Regions from separate parts of the Mus musculus genome. Here region 1 is linked to region 2. A link is a contact called in public promoter capture Hi-C data. All regions are on one chromosome and are shown on one strand. Each heading gives the region's core, a stretch centred on a gene start, on an enhancer-like site or on the middle of the called end of the contact. The rest is flanking DNA. Distances are from core to core; before and after follow the strand shown. Region 1 holds the start of Cldn5 (claudin 5). Region 2 holds the start of 4930588K23Rik (a long non-coding RNA gene).

What was found. Promoter capture Hi-C pulls out the DNA fragments that hold promoters and counts their contacts.
Region 1: a contact with region 2 is called in a promoter capture Hi-C map of liver, with 2.8 times the contacts expected there. The contact joins the promoter of Cldn5 here to the promoter of 4930588K23Rik in region 2. A contact is called at or near these places in 4 of 39 promoter capture datasets (cranial neural crest, embryonic stem cells and liver), 4 of 484 Hi-C or Micro-C datasets (colorectal tumor organoids and embryonic stem cells), 1 of 115 datasets of contacts at active chromatin or transcription factors (pancreatic cancer cells) and 1 of 9 other capture datasets (liver).

Annotation. Positions count from the first base shown.
Region 1 is chr16:18,773,559-18,780,726 of GRCm38.p6, forward strand. It overlaps Cldn5 (claudin 5), which reads left to right and starts at 3,289. Exons shown (of 1, transcript NM_013805.4): 1 at 3,289-4,704. The coding sequence starts at 3,438. The coding sequence ends at 4,094. Cdc45 (cell division cycle 45) reads right to left here. Exons shown (of 19, transcript NM_001358206.1): 19 at 6,889-7,015.
Region 2 is chr16:18,601,504-18,608,754 of GRCm38.p6, forward strand. 4930588K23Rik (a long non-coding RNA gene) reads left to right here and starts at 5,159. Exons shown (of 2, transcript XR_384719.3): 1 at 5,159-5,220; 2 at 6,328-7,251. RefSeq lists enhancers at 1-3,126, 1-1,057, 47-247, 112-146, 2,117-5,120 and 1 more.

The DNA.
Region 1 (7,168 bases), core at 2,039-4,538, 170 kb after region 2:
AATTGTACCAGAGGTCTCTGGATTATAAGTGGCCTCTCTTGCAAGGTTGTAATCCTGTGGCCAGGGCTACACTGTGAAAGAGAAAATGAAGCACAGAGAAGCCAAGTCCTTAGTTCAAAAAGAAGGGGGAGTCTAACTCCGGTGCCAACTGTCTTCCTACGGAGATCACCCTAGGTTCCCAGCCCCTCAGTCAGTGACATGAGGAGGGGGGTCTTAAGATGCTTCCTGTTGGGCCAGTGAGAGCCTGGGCTTTTTGTCTTCCACCAAGAAATGGCTCTGGGCAAGAAGAATGTTGTTGACCTGTAAATGTCTGCTGAACTTGGGGAAGACATCCTGGACCAGAAACTGAAAGATAGAAGTAAGGCTGGGGTTTTTGTTTTTGTTTTTGTTTCCTTCCCTCACTCCCTTTGAAATAAAGCCTGTTTGTTAAGAGCTCCTCAAATCCAAGCCCCAGGAACCTGGAGCCTAAATTTAGATTGCCATGGAAGGTCAACGGATCCCCTCAGGGCAGGGTCAGCCAGCAGCTGCTAGAGATAAACTTTGCTTTTCTGCAGACTCAGGCCTTTCTGTCACAGGATTAATAGGATCCTGTGCCATTTCCCCTGGGAAAGCAGAACAATAGCAGGGCAGGAGCAGGTGGCCTGCCTGGCAAGCCCCCTACCACCCCAGACTCCCTGGCCCTGGCCCTTTGCTGCACTCTGGCTATGCTGACCTCTTTCTGCTCCAAGGTCAGATCCTCTGTGAGCCGTGTCCCACCTCTAGGGTGATCTACTTAGTTTTAGTTTGTAGTGTTGGTGATGGAACTTGCTAAGCAGTGCTCTACCCCAGAGCTACATTGCCTAGCCCAAGTGCATCTGTACACCAGCATCTTATACTCAGATTTCCAACTGCTCCTTGGGATCTTCTTCCTGGACTCCTGCTGCGCTGCCACCTTTTCAGAGAACCCTCTGCTGGGTTTTGCCTTCCTATCTGGTACTTTGTTGGCAGTTTGTTTATTAAGTGGCCTGTGCTGTGTGCTCTGGGAGAGACAGTGTCCAATGCACACACACACACACACACACACACACACACACACACACACACACAAATCCCCAAGGAAGGATCTGGGGTGGTCACTTGGGCCACCTTTAGTTTTGAGGAGGATCGAGGAAGCATTGCCAGCCCTGGCTGTCCATTTCTGGAGTGGTTCTGGTCCCGCTGCATGCTGGAGAGTACGGTATCTAAGGTTCCACTGGCAATTATGAATTTACCAAAGGTATGTGAACTTGCTCGGACCATTCTGGGTGCAAGGCTGGGGACAGTACCGAAATGGTGGGTAGGAGGGCAGACAGAAGGAAGGGAGCATGTCCTGCTGTTTGTAGCCCCAAATAGTTGAAAGCAGCAAGCTGCTTCTTGTCTGGGACAAATGTGTGTCCCAGAAGATCCCCGTATTCCCGGGACACTAGTAGGAAAGCCAGCGGGCAAAAGCTATCCTGGCTTGGACCTTCTGGGGCCTGCGTGTAGAGAGATATTCTCAGATGTGTGCATCAGCATGTCCTGCAGAACAGCAAGACAAGACAGGAACAGCAGGAAGGCTCATTCCAAGGCCCAGGGAAGATGGATCTGGTTGAAGTATAAAGTGTGTAAATATTTTCCTGGTCACTTACAGCCAGCTTAGTCTAGGCTGCTCCCAGGATCCAGTTCTTTGCCAGTGGGCAATGAGAGCCATAGAGGATTACAGGCCAGGGCCTGCAGGAGTAGCCTTGTTGGGTCATCTGAAGAGGGTTCAGTAGTTGCTCCAGGAAGGTGCCTGGGAGCTTGAAGGGAGGGGGCTGGCAAAACAAAATTCTGCAGACTGGAGCAGGGGGAGCAGGATTTGAGTTTACATCTACTGAGCAGGGAGAAGGGTCTGCAGAAAAGCAGGGGTCTCTAGAAGATAGAAGGCAGCAGTTAATATATGATAGCTGGAAGAGGTACCAGGGAGGACAAGAAAGGGTGTGTATGTGAGGCTCTCCCGCCGTCTTCTAAGAACAGTTTGTTGTAGGGTGAAGTAGGCAATGACCTGGCCCCATAGACCTCTAGCTCAGAGCCATCTCCAGAAGGAAGCAGGGACCCATAAAAGGGAGAGATTTACCAAAATCTCCACATCTGTGGCTGGCCTCAACAATGTCATCCTTTCCCTATAGAGGCCCTGAGTTCTTTTGAGCAGAGGAAACAACAAAACAAAACCCCCAAACAGAACAACAACAGAAGACAACAAAGCCCAGCTGGAGTCCAGGGTTAGCTGGAAACAAAGGGAGCAGGGAGGAGTGTTCACTGGAAAGAGGCTGGCGCCCTAGTTTGGTTGTGGGCTGTGGGGCCTGGTGCCCCCACCTGAGCCTCAGGGACCCAGTGTGTCTAACCCAGTGGACCTTTCAAGAAATGGCTGGGCCATTGTGCAGAAGAATGCCCGGAAATCCCGCGGCTCCCTCCTCCACCGAGGATGGGGGCTCTTCCTCCTGGCCAGGAAACTCCAAGTTGGCTTCCGGAGGGTGGCCTGGGGGCTGGGGTGGCAAAGCACCACAACTATTTGTAGGATGGCAAGGCATAGCCTTTCTATGTCCCATCGTGTCTCTGCTGTCCCAGGATTCCAGTATGCTGTGTTAGGATCACAGCCTATCTGCTGGAGAAGACTGGACGTCGGAGAACCCTCAGGGGTTGCGCAGCATCCCAGAGGAGAGCACAGGCCCTTGCAGTGTTCACTTTGTGTCAGACCAGTGGTTCCAGGGAAGGAGTGAGAACTGTAGGCGGTGGTTGGGTAGGATCATGAATGAGGTTATAATTAAGGGCAAGCCCAACACAGGCTTGCCGAGCATCTCCGCTTGGTGTGCCAAGGGAAAAACGGCGGGCGTAGAGGTTTGTTTCACCTGTGCACGGGGGCTCAGAGAACCTCCAGGCCAAGCAGTCTGCAGAGAGGAGTTGGAATGATCCGGGATGTAGCAGGTGGAGCTGGTGAGTGTAGGTTAGGGGTCATGCTGCTAACAGTGGAGACAGGGGCGCACAGATCTCCTGTGTACCTGCCAAGATCAGCCCCTACTAGGACAGAAACTGGTAGGGTCTCAGACTGCGGTTCTGCAGGGTGCGGTTCGGGTGAGCAGGACTAGTCCTGCTCGCCCGTGGTTTCAGTAACTGTAGCTGTCAGGGGGTCCGCGATTGGCTGTGGGCCGAAGGTCTGCTCATGGATTGGTTGAGCTAACTCGGGGGGCTGCGCCCTGGGGGCAGAGTCCGCCCCCGAGACTTCAAATAGGACAACAGGTTACTTCAGAACCCAGTTGGTGTAGTTAAAACCTCCTCTTCTGCTCCAGGACTGGAGGCTCCAGAGCAGAGGCACCAGAATCAATTCCCAGCTCCCAGCCTAAGCAGCGCAGAGAGCACCCGGAGGCCCCAAGGGCCGTCGGGTGAGCATTCAGTCTTTAGCCATGGGGTCTGCAGCGTTGGAAATTCTGGGTCTGGTGCTGTGTCTGGTAGGATGGGTGGGCTTGATCCTGGCGTGTGGGCTGCCCATGTGGCAGGTGACTGCCTTCCTGGACCACAACATCGTGACGGCGCAGACGACTTGGAAGGGGCTGTGGATGTCGTGCGTGGTGCAGAGTACCGGGCACATGCAGTGCAAGGTGTATGAATCTGTGCTGGCGCTGAGTGCGGAGGTGCAGGCAGCTCGGGCACTCACCGTGGGCGCTGTGCTGCTGGCGCTGGTGGCACTCTTTGTTACCTTGACCGGCGCTCAGTGCACCACCTGCGTGGCCCCGGGCCCAGTTAAGGCACGGGTAGCACTCACGGGAGGAGCGCTTTACGCGGTGTGCGGGCTGCTGGCACTCGTGCCGCTCTGCTGGTTCGCCAACATCGTTGTCCGCGAGTTCTATGATCCGACGGTGCCGGTGTCACAGAAGTACGAGCTGGGCGCGGCGCTGTACATCGGCTGGGCGGCCTCCGCACTGCTCATGTGCGGTGGCGGCCTCGTGTGTTGCGGCGCCTGGGTCTGCACCGGGCGCCCTGAGTTCAGCTTCCCGGTCAAGTACTCTGCGCCGCGGCGGCCCACGGCCAATGGCGATTACGACAAGAAGAACTATGTCTAAGGGCGGGAGGCATGGCGGGGCTCTTCCCGCAGCTAAGCCCGCGATGGGAAAGACCGATGCGGGAAGCCGTGTGTGGATGACGACCACCGCTGGGTTGCGCAGCGCAAGTCATGCTGGGTTCGGGCCAGACTTGCCCGCTCTCAGAGTCCGTTGACCATCACTAGCCGGGCCCTGCTCAGAACAGACTACAGGCACTTTTAAGAACTTGACCGACCTTTTCTTCTATGCGCAGTTGGCCACGACGTGGGTGGAACGCTCAGATTTCATCGGTGAAGTAGGCACCAAACTGCCGCGAACAGTTCCTACTGAGATCCTGGGGGCACTAGATGCTGCCTTAATGTCCAGTGGCACCTGCTAACCTGAAAGGGCAGCTGGAGAAACCCCGGGGCTGCCAGAGGGACGTGTTAAAAAGGGCATTTTCTTTGTTAGTGGAGAAGAACCTACTGAACCAAAGGACTTAGCCTGGACCTGGTCTCACTCCAGCACTCCCCCAAGGTGGGGGCCCTGTAGGTACCAGAGCCTTAGAGGGGTTGCCTTCCTCCTGGAAGCTTGGGGCTTGGGGGGTGGGCCGGGCAAGAATTTGCTCAGTAAATGGTTTGAACACTTTCAACTGTGTCCTGTCCTCTGTCCAGAGACTCCTTGTGCCCAGCTCCCTATTCATCTACCCACCCCTCCTCAAAGACTCCCTGCAGGGATTTCTCCAGTTTTCAACTCAGCCAAGTGCTGGAGTTAGGCTGGGATACAGGAGGGGAGGCAGAGCCCAGGAGAGGATCCAGCTGGAGTCTCACTCGCATCATGGGAATGGCAACTTGGGTGATGGGAAATGCTGAGAGTGGATAGCTAGGTTGCTGGCTTCTCCCAGGAATACCTCCAACACTTTTACCCCCAGTGCTTGCTCAGCTCCAAGTATCAAGTGGCCACCGACAAGGGCACACGGCTAGACTAGGCACTTCCCTCATGTGTGGGAGCCACAGTGCATGGCTGATGTGATGTGTTCAGTCTTCAGCTGACTGCAGTACATAACAGCTGCTATGGGAGAGGCACTTGCCCAGGGTAGCTGGGCCCATTGCAGCCCTTTGTCCTAGTCCTCTGGCTAGTGTGGCTCTAAACAGGGTCTAGGGTTTGTGTCCATCCTGCTGATAATGCACCTATGTTGACAGAGAATTTTGGGTGTTACTATCCTGGGGGAAAAGAGGGTCCAGGACTTGGGAAAAGATCCCAGGAGGGTAAAGCGAGTAAAGCCAACAGCCAAAGAAAGCTTATTGTTTCTCTTTGGGCTAAAAGGCCAGAGTCAGGAATGCACAATGGATACGGGAAGGGGCTGCAAAAAGAGGCATACAAAGCCCAGTCAGAAGGAAGGCTTGGCATCTGCTACCAACCCTGGCTACATCCAGTACCCAGTCTTTTAGGCCTGGCTAGGTGCCTCAGGGTGGGGAAGGGGTTAAAACCTAAGGATGTGAGCGTAAGAGATTCAGGGCAGATTCTGGAATTGGGGACAAAGAAGGCAAGGGTGGAACTTACAGGGAAGCTGACTTTCTAATGGCTGCTCAGGCCCCAATGAGACAGCCTCAGTGGAAGACCTCACTGAATCCAGGTGAACTCAGTCCAGCAGGTGCATGTGCAGGAAGGATCAAGAGCAGTCCCAAGCTTGGGAACATGTGATCCTAGATCTGGCCCTGTGCCCTAGCAGGCCAGTGTATGGTTATGCTGGCACACTTGGCTGGTGGTGTACCCTTCCCACAGGGGTCTTTACCCAGTATAGAATATGGGAAGGCAGCTGCTTGCTCTGAGTTCTTCCAAATGGCCAGGGTGGCTATGTGAAGGCAGTTGGCTGGTGGCACTATAGGGGGTCCAGGGAGGAGGGCCAATCCTACCCACCTCCCACCTACGGTACCCCCGATTTCCTGAAGGGCAGCCTGGGCTTCTCGCCACTGACTTAACACTATTCACCAGTACTTGGAATAGGAAGCAGTACTTAAAATGGCTTAGGCTACATAGTGAGAAAGTGTCTCAAAGAACAAAACACTACAACAAAACTAAACTGGGGAAAGAGAGAAACCTTTGTGAATAACTCCTTCTAGGACTGTGTGCCACCCTGCCTTCCTTAGGAGCTCAGATGCCCACAAGGGTATCTCTTTTTACCATGTCTGCTTTTCTAGTACCTATGTCCCCAGGTGGTAATCAGCCCTTCTTCACCATCCAACCTCTCTATACTTACTTGCTCCAGGGACAATGACAGTTGGCTCCACCATTCTAAGACCTTTGCCTCCCTGAAGGTGTTAAGAGGCCAGAGATCCACTACAGGTGAAATATTCTGAGTGGGGTGTGAGCAATGTTGACAGAGCCTGGGGACACTGCTTTGTTCAGACCCTACTCATCCTTTAGCCCTCCTTGGTCTGAGGCCTTCCCCCTGATACTTTATTTGCAAAGCACTATGACCTCTGCTTGCAGAGACAAGACACTTGAAGATGTCCTTTATGGCAAGTTCAAGGCCATGATAGAAGGATGGCCAAGATGGTGATACTGCTAGAGTCAGGCAGGCAGAGTCAGGTCCTTGGCAGTGCTGGGCAGTGGCCATCACAGGTGCTGGTTGTGAAGATACTTAGTACTGAAGGGCCCAGCCTCTGCCCATTGCCACCAGGAGGCCAGGAGAGCAGGTGGGGAGACCGTGTCCTAGGGTTGAACAGAGAAGCCTCTATGCCTCCTATGTAGCAGAGGACACAGGAACAAGGTTTCCCTGGATCCCAAGAAGGCTCAGAGTACTTCTAAGGTCCAATAAGATCACAGACCCAGAGGGGATAAAACATCAAACATTTTATTAAAAACCATATAGTCTCACATTTCAAATGTTATCTTACAACTGAATAGTGGCCAGGAAATATAAATAAGGAAAAGGAGGTCACTTCTGGAGAAGTTGAATTCTGGAAGGAAAAAAAAAAAAAGGTTTCCTACAATTCATCCTTTCTCTCCATTTCATCAAACTAGAGTGGGCGGTCCCATGGCGTGATGGGCTGCTGCTTCTGAGCAGCTTCAACAGTGAGGGTGAGGGTGAGTTTGGAGTAAAGGTCACCCCA
Region 2 (7,251 bases), core at 3,909-6,408:
GCCTTGCCTGGGCGCTCCCACTCCTCTTGCTATCTGCCTGCCCCCCTCCTGCTGTCCACCCTGCAACCCAGGCAGAAAATGGCATTTCCTTTGGCCCCGCCCCAGGGAGAGGCACAGATCTGGCAAAACAAACAGGCTGCTCCTCCTGTGACTGCTGGCTGCTGATGGATGGCCAAAGCGGCTGGCTGTGCTGATGGACAGCCACTCGTCATGTGTGGGCCAGGCCAGGCCAGCTCAGACACACAGGAGCAAGCGTGAGCTGAGGTACCGGCTCCGCCCATTCTGAGACTCTTCCAGGGTGGATAACCAGGGGGCTCCCTGGAGTCTCCATCTCCAGTGGGATCTAAGAGTTCTATTCAAGGCCCCTTCTGCAAGTGAGGGACAAGTTAGAGTATGGTCCTTCAAGGCCTAGCTCCCACTGCTGCCCCAGGGCACTCTTGGCCCACAAGCCTTTGCCTGCACTCACAGCTACACGTGTGAGCACACACACTGTTCAGCCCTAATAGAACCCAAGCAGGCTTCTTAGTGCTGGGATTATGGGGTGAGCTTGGCACCAGGGAGGGAAAAGTGGAGCTCAGCCCTGGGGAGGGAACCCTGGGGAGGGGTTGTGGGCACAACAAGAGCAGGGCCTGGGCTGACATGTCTCCTGACCTAGCTGCCTACAAAGTTTCTAGTTCCACATCAGCCCCTCTGCCCTCGGCGCAGCAATGGAGACCTTGCTGTAAAGCTGGGTGAACTGAGACTGACAATCTGGCAGGAAGCACACAGGCCCGGGCTGAGGTGGGCACACGTGCTCCAGAGCCCCTGTCTCAGGCAGCCCTTCCCCCATCTTCTGATCATGCTGGGCTCAGAGTCTTCTGACGGCTGGTCACCTGTAGGAGCCCAAGGGACCCACCCCCATCCCCACTTCCCAGCCCATACATCCAGGCCACCCAGCTGGTGACTGGCTAGAGAGGAAGGGGCAGCTGCAACCAGGCCTCTGACCCCCCACTGCCCAGCTCCACCGAGGCAGTCTGGCCCAGAGGAAGCTTCTGAGACCCCTACTTCCTGAACCTCAGAGGGTAGGGCGGCCACTTCCGGCAAGAGCCCTTGGCCCTGCCCTCAATGCCTCCTGCATGGTCTGTGGTCCCACAGTCCCCCAGTGATGTGTTTCCTGTGGAGAGTTAAGGCTGGGACCCAGACATTCATTCAGATCCTGGGTCAACAGGGCAGGAAGCTGGGGAGAGGGGGAGGACTGAGCTTTGAGCAGCTACCCCCTAAGCTAGAACGGACAGTAGAGCAGGATGGTGGTCCCCGACCAGACCTGTGAGTTCAAAGCGCAGAGAGAATAGTCTGTATAGCTGGTGCCCTCGTAGGTGGCCAGACTCAGGAGAGCAGAGCGCACCAGGGCTCCCTAGGAGACAGATGGCTTTAATGACAACTTGACACAGATTAGAATTATTTGAGCAGGGTGTGGTCACTCAGGCCTTTAATCCAAGTATGGCAGAGGCAGAGGCAGAGGCAGAGGCAGAGGCAGAGGCAGAGGCAGAGGCAGAGGCAGAGGCAGAGGCAGAGGCAGAGGCAGAGGCAGAGGCAGAGGCAGAGGCAGAGGCAGGCAGATCTCTGGGAGTTACAGGCCAGCTAGGTCTACACAGAGAAACCCTGTCCCAAAAAAAAAAAAAAAAAAAATCATTTGAGTAGGAAGCCCCACCTGAAGAACTAACTGTTCCGATGGCTTTGATTGATGTGTGAAGACCGGCCTCCCCAGTGTGGGTGGTGCTTTCTGATTGTGAAGCTTCCCCACCTTCTACTCAGTGTCTCAATCTCCACAGAGTAGATTTGCCCTGTTGCTGCTGCTGCTGGGGTTTCCTCTCCTGATGGTAGAACTGGTGTTTCTGGGACTAAGGACCAGCAGCTCTTCTGGAAGTTTCCAGGTTAGCAACCTCAGACTAGGGCTGCTGAGGTGCCTGGTCTCCTGAACCAAGGGTGGACTACCAGGTTGTCACCCTCTCCAGTGTGTGACAGCCACTGCTCCCTCTGCTGGGGCACCTAGCCTCTCAGGTGTGGAACAGCTGTTGTTACTATTTTGAAGTAATCTGATTTAATAAACGTAAATTGATTTATTAAACTATAGATGCATAAACATATATTCATTTGATCAGTTCTGCTCCTCTACAGAGCAGTGAGAGATGATTCCAGAGCTGGGCATGTGTGCAGGAGTACAGCAGATAGCTAGGAACCCAGCACAGGAACCCAATCATATCCCATCTGCCTGGGCTGTATAGCAAGATGAAGAGGTCTCACAGAAGCCCTCTGTGTGAGTCTTCAGAGGCCTATGTGGTGATAAGATGCACTGCTCCTCCATGCTGGCATGGGGGCAGGAAACCTGGGGTCTGGCTCAGGCTGGCAGAATAGAGTCAGATCTAAGGACCAAATATCAAGGACTGTCCGTGCGCACCAGCAGAAGCGATGTGGCTTTCCAGGATCACTTCCTGCCTAGCAGCATCCTATGAGACAGCCTGGAGAAGGGCCTGGAGTTCAGGGTCCCCCTGAAAAGGTGCAGGGAGCTCCAGGAGAGAACAGTTTTGCTGTCTGCCCAGCCCCTGGGTGTCCTCTCATACCCTGGCCTGGCCCTCCAAGCTCCCCAGCCTTGCTGGGCCCCCTGAATTTTCCACAGCCCTCATGCCCAGGCTCCATGAGTGAATTAGAGCTTAGTCCCTGCTCCAGCCGAACTTTCTCACATGTCCTACAGCCAGAGCCCAGGCCTCTCTCTGTCCACCAGCTAAGGAACAGAGTATGAGGCACTGGGGACCAGCCGTGCAGGCAGTAACCAGGCCTCAGCCCTCTTCCTGAGCCACAAGGCCAGGCTTGGGCAGGCAGCCCAGTCCAGCTGCCCCTGCTCTGGGCCCCAAGAGGGGGTCAGGAGCTCAGCACCACCCCTGTGGCCTAAATATAACCCGAGCAGGCGGCTGGCCGGGAATAGAGACCTCTGTCAGCCATGAGCAGGTGTGGTGGGAGGATAGTCATTGTGATTGGCAGCAGGGTGGGTGGGCGGGCAGGCAGCCAGTCACAGGTCATGTGAGTGTCCGGTGGCAAGACTGAGGGTGGAGCCTTGTGTCCTCACAGGACTGCCTGGTGCCCGTCTCGCCTGCTCACCCATGCCCCATGTCTAGGCTGCTGACAGGTTCTCAGGAAGGATGGACACCCAGCACACCAATCTGGCCTGACCTGGCCACTGTGGCTGGCCACATTCTGGTCTCATGGGGACAGACCTGGCCAACCAGTCAAGTGCCACCACTGAGCATATTTGAAGTCCTATCTCTGGTACTTCCCATTGTTCCTCTGTCCTTGACTCTGGAGCTTTCTGACCCCTGTACCCTCAAGACCCCTGCTACCCAGTGATTTTATCCTTATTCTCTTCCATGGCAACCCCCCACAGCCCCTGGATCTCCTAGACACCTTGAGTCCCTTGGCCACCTCCACTGCTTGGCCAGTGTAAGTGGACTTGTGTTACAGCCTCCAGCCTGGAGGTAAGGTCTTCTGAGCTCTGGGTCACTGGAGTAGGAGCAGGGCTCTAAAGCAGTGCATGCAGCTCGGCCCACCCATGTCCACTCTCAGACAGCATCCTGGACTCTGGGTCTTGTCAGGGCTTGCCTCCCAAGTCCAGCACATGCCCATCCATGTCTTCAGCTCCACGTCTCCCCAGCACGGGCCTTCTCTCCTCTTGTCTGTAGCTCAGACCATCAAATACACTGAAAATCACCCCTCGGATCTGGAAAAAAAAACAGAACCTTCCTGATTTCTAAGTGTGCCAAGACCCTGGCTCAGTGATGACAGCCACAGGGGCAGAGACGGAGGCAGCCTGAAGCACAGCAGGGTCTAGAGGTCTCAACTGCCTCTTCAGGAGCAGATGCAGATGGCAAGAGCAGGCTGAGGCAAGAGTCACTCAGTGTGCCCTAGACTGCTCTGAAGGGTTTCTTTATTTAGTAACGGGTGTTTGTCCAGTCTCTATAATGTACCTAGCCCTATACTCACCACGTGACTGAATGCCAAAATTGAGCCTTAGGAAGGAGCCACAGGGACTGTGGTCTGAGAAGAATCTTGAAGAGTTGGTCCTGTTTGTCTAGCTTCAGCAACCTTCTGACATCTCTTGAACAGCCCTGTGATGAGCAGATCCCTCCTAAGAGATGAACTGGGGAGCGATAGCCCAGCCGTGCCTGCTTTCCAGGGAGCTATCCTGAAGAAGAGTGAGCAGGGGGCTTGGCACAGCTAGACAGGGACTGACAGGTAGTCAGTCCCTCTCACTAGGCTCCTGGGACCCCAAAAGGAGGAACCCCAGCTCCTGGCCCTGCCCATACAGGCCTGGGTAGGGGCTGTGGTATGAGCTTGTTTGTTCTTCGGCCCGTCTTTCCAGTTTGGAGTCTGGGTGTACAAGTGGGGCCAGGGGCCTAGACACAAGGGAAGGGGCTCTGACAGGGTGTGGATGGGGAAGGGCGGGGCCAGGTGCTGCGCTTGCCTGCTACCCTCACCTACCACTCTGAGCTATCTGTTTCCCAGTGGTGCCCTGGATGCAGGGTCTCTGGAAGGGCCCCGGGTCTGGGAACCCTCTGACCTTAGGAGTCCTAATTAATTCAGTCTCCTCTGCTTGGTGTCTGTGGAGTTCTTGGCCTCTGTGTTCCTCTGAAGGGGACCAAGAGGGTCCCACTTTCTCCTCCTGGACCCCCAAGTCCTATACTCTGTGTTTTCTTCCCACCCCAACTACAACTTCCTAAGTACCTCTCTTACTTCCAACAGCATCCTGCCCTTTACTAAATATATGTGGAGAAACCAAGGCCCAAAGAATGAAAGATGTGGAGGAAGGAGGTGTCAGGGGCAGCTCTGGCTGCTGGAGACACTCTGGCTATGAGACACCTGGGGCTCTGGAGGAGTAAGCTCCTGTGGGCATTTTCCTGGCTCCAGATTGTCAGAGGTATGACTGCAGACACCACCACGAAGTTCTGGCCTGTGAAAAATTCAAGGCCCTGTGTAATTGGCTGGACCAGAGACTATGAACAGCATCTGTCCCCAGGGAAGGGAACAGGGCAGCAGAGGCTGATGTGAGTGCTGCTCCCACCTTCCTGCCAGTGACCCTTCCACCAATTTCAGAACTGGGAACCCCGAGGCCCAGAGGCCCTGCACAGTATGCAACCTCACAGCAAGGCAATGATGGTGGCAGGCCTGTCCTGTCTAAGGAACACAGAGGTGAGGGAATCCCCTTGACATAGGATGACAGTGTAGCCATGGTCAAGCTTGGCAGGTTGTGAAAATGGTAAAAGGAGGGCAGTAGAGCTGGCAAGTGATAGCCCCAGGTCAGTGGTGATTTCTGCCAGGCTTGTGAGGAAGTTTTCAGACTGACCAGGAGCCCCACAGGCAGGTACCAATGCTAGGATTCTCTCCAGGGTGTGCTCTGCTCTACCTCAGCCATCCAGAGCCCTGTCCTGTCTGCAGGTAATGGGTCAGAGCAGAGAGTTAAGGTGAGAATACAGCTAGATTGGCTTGTGGTCCCAGAAAGACTGCCCTTTCTTTCTGGGCCTTAGTTTCTCCATCTATAAGATAGTGAAAATTGCCCAAGAAGAGCTGTGACAGGCTCATGACTTAAGGGTAAGATTGTGAGCAAGCTCTGCCGATCAAGAAAACCAGATCTGCCGGGCGTGGTGGCATACGTCTTTAATCCCAGCACTCGGGAGGCAGAGTCAGGTGGATTTCTGAGTTCAAGGCCAGCCTGGTCTACAAAGTGAATTCCAGGACAGCCGAGTTCCAGGACAGCCAGGGCTACACAGAGAAACCCTGTCTAAAAAAAAAAAAAAAAGAAAAGAAAAGAAAACTAGATCTGAGGACTGTGGTCTGGGATAGCTGAACCTGCTAGTACAGTCCACCCTAAAAGAACCCCCAGAGTAGCCTTCCTCTCTTGGTGTGCCCTTGCATTCATGGCTGGACCAGTCCTGGAACATACTTTAAGATTAGGTCCTTTCTGGCCATGGTGGCGCACGCTTTTTAATCCCAGAGTTCCAGAGGCAGAAGCAGGAGGAGATCTGTGAGTTCCAGGTCAGCCTGGCCTACATAGTGAGACCCTTTCTCAAACAAACAAACAAACAAACAAACAAACAAACAAACAAACAAACAAAGTTAGACTCTTAGGTTTTGACTGCCCCAGCACAACTCCAGCTGCCTTGCCATGCACTGCCCTCCTCCAGTATGTTATGTTCTAACCTTTCAAGGCTGACTGGAGGGAAGGTGAACTGGGGTCAGGGGAGGGAGGGGACAGAAGTTTGGAGCCAAGACAAAGCTTCATGGCCCTCTCTTACCCAGGCCATGACAGGAAGAATCCTGCCCCGTGTTTCTGTCACTATGGATCAGGAAGCAGCACACAGATCACCACTTTCATGTCTGTAACCCCAATAGACATCACCAGTGGATCTCAGATCTCTTTCTTTACTGGATGGAAAGGCTCGGCTTAAGTTCCTCGGCTCAAAACCAGACCCTGGACATGGACGTGCTCACCCAGATGGTGCCTAGGTAGGGCAGCTGCTTGTTTATTTGGTCCTGGTCTGGAATGGATTCAAGACTTCTGATGGTCTTACCTGAGCGTGGAGACCTGGGAGAGGGACCGTCAGGTTGCAAGCCCCACAGGTCTCCTTCCCCTGTGCTCAAGGAGTGTCTTGCAGGGAGTGTCCGTAACTCCCTGCTGTCAGAAACTACCACCCAGGGAACAGAGCAGCAGGTGGGGGTCTGCTCTTCTGTGCTGGCCCTGCCCCCATGAGGCTGAATGGGCGCCTTGGTGCAGCTCCGGGGGCCCCAGAAACATTTGCTTTAAGTCTTAAAATATCAGGTTCCCGAATGGCGGGACTTCCCTGGGGGCTGGCAGCAGGCAGGAGGGATTTTGAGAGTAAGATTCCCTCTGGCTCCGCCCCATTGGCTCCGCCCCATTGGCCTCCACTGAAGCCAGGCAAATGTTGTGGGTAAGCCAACAGGGCTCCGACTGGGCTCCCATTCTCCTGCTGGAGGGAGCCTCCTACTCACTCGTCCATCTCAGCTTCTCGGATGCCCCTCTGTCCTCTTCACAATGTGTGCCCTGGTGGAGGCCGGGCCCTGACAGCTTCCGTACCAAGCTTCATAGCCAAAGCTTGATTCTACAGGACCCAATAACATCTTCAGCTAAAGACGATTTAGATGAAGTGCTGTGTACCCTAAGCCTGTGTGCAGCCTTCTTTCAGACCAGAGAAACTAGGAAGA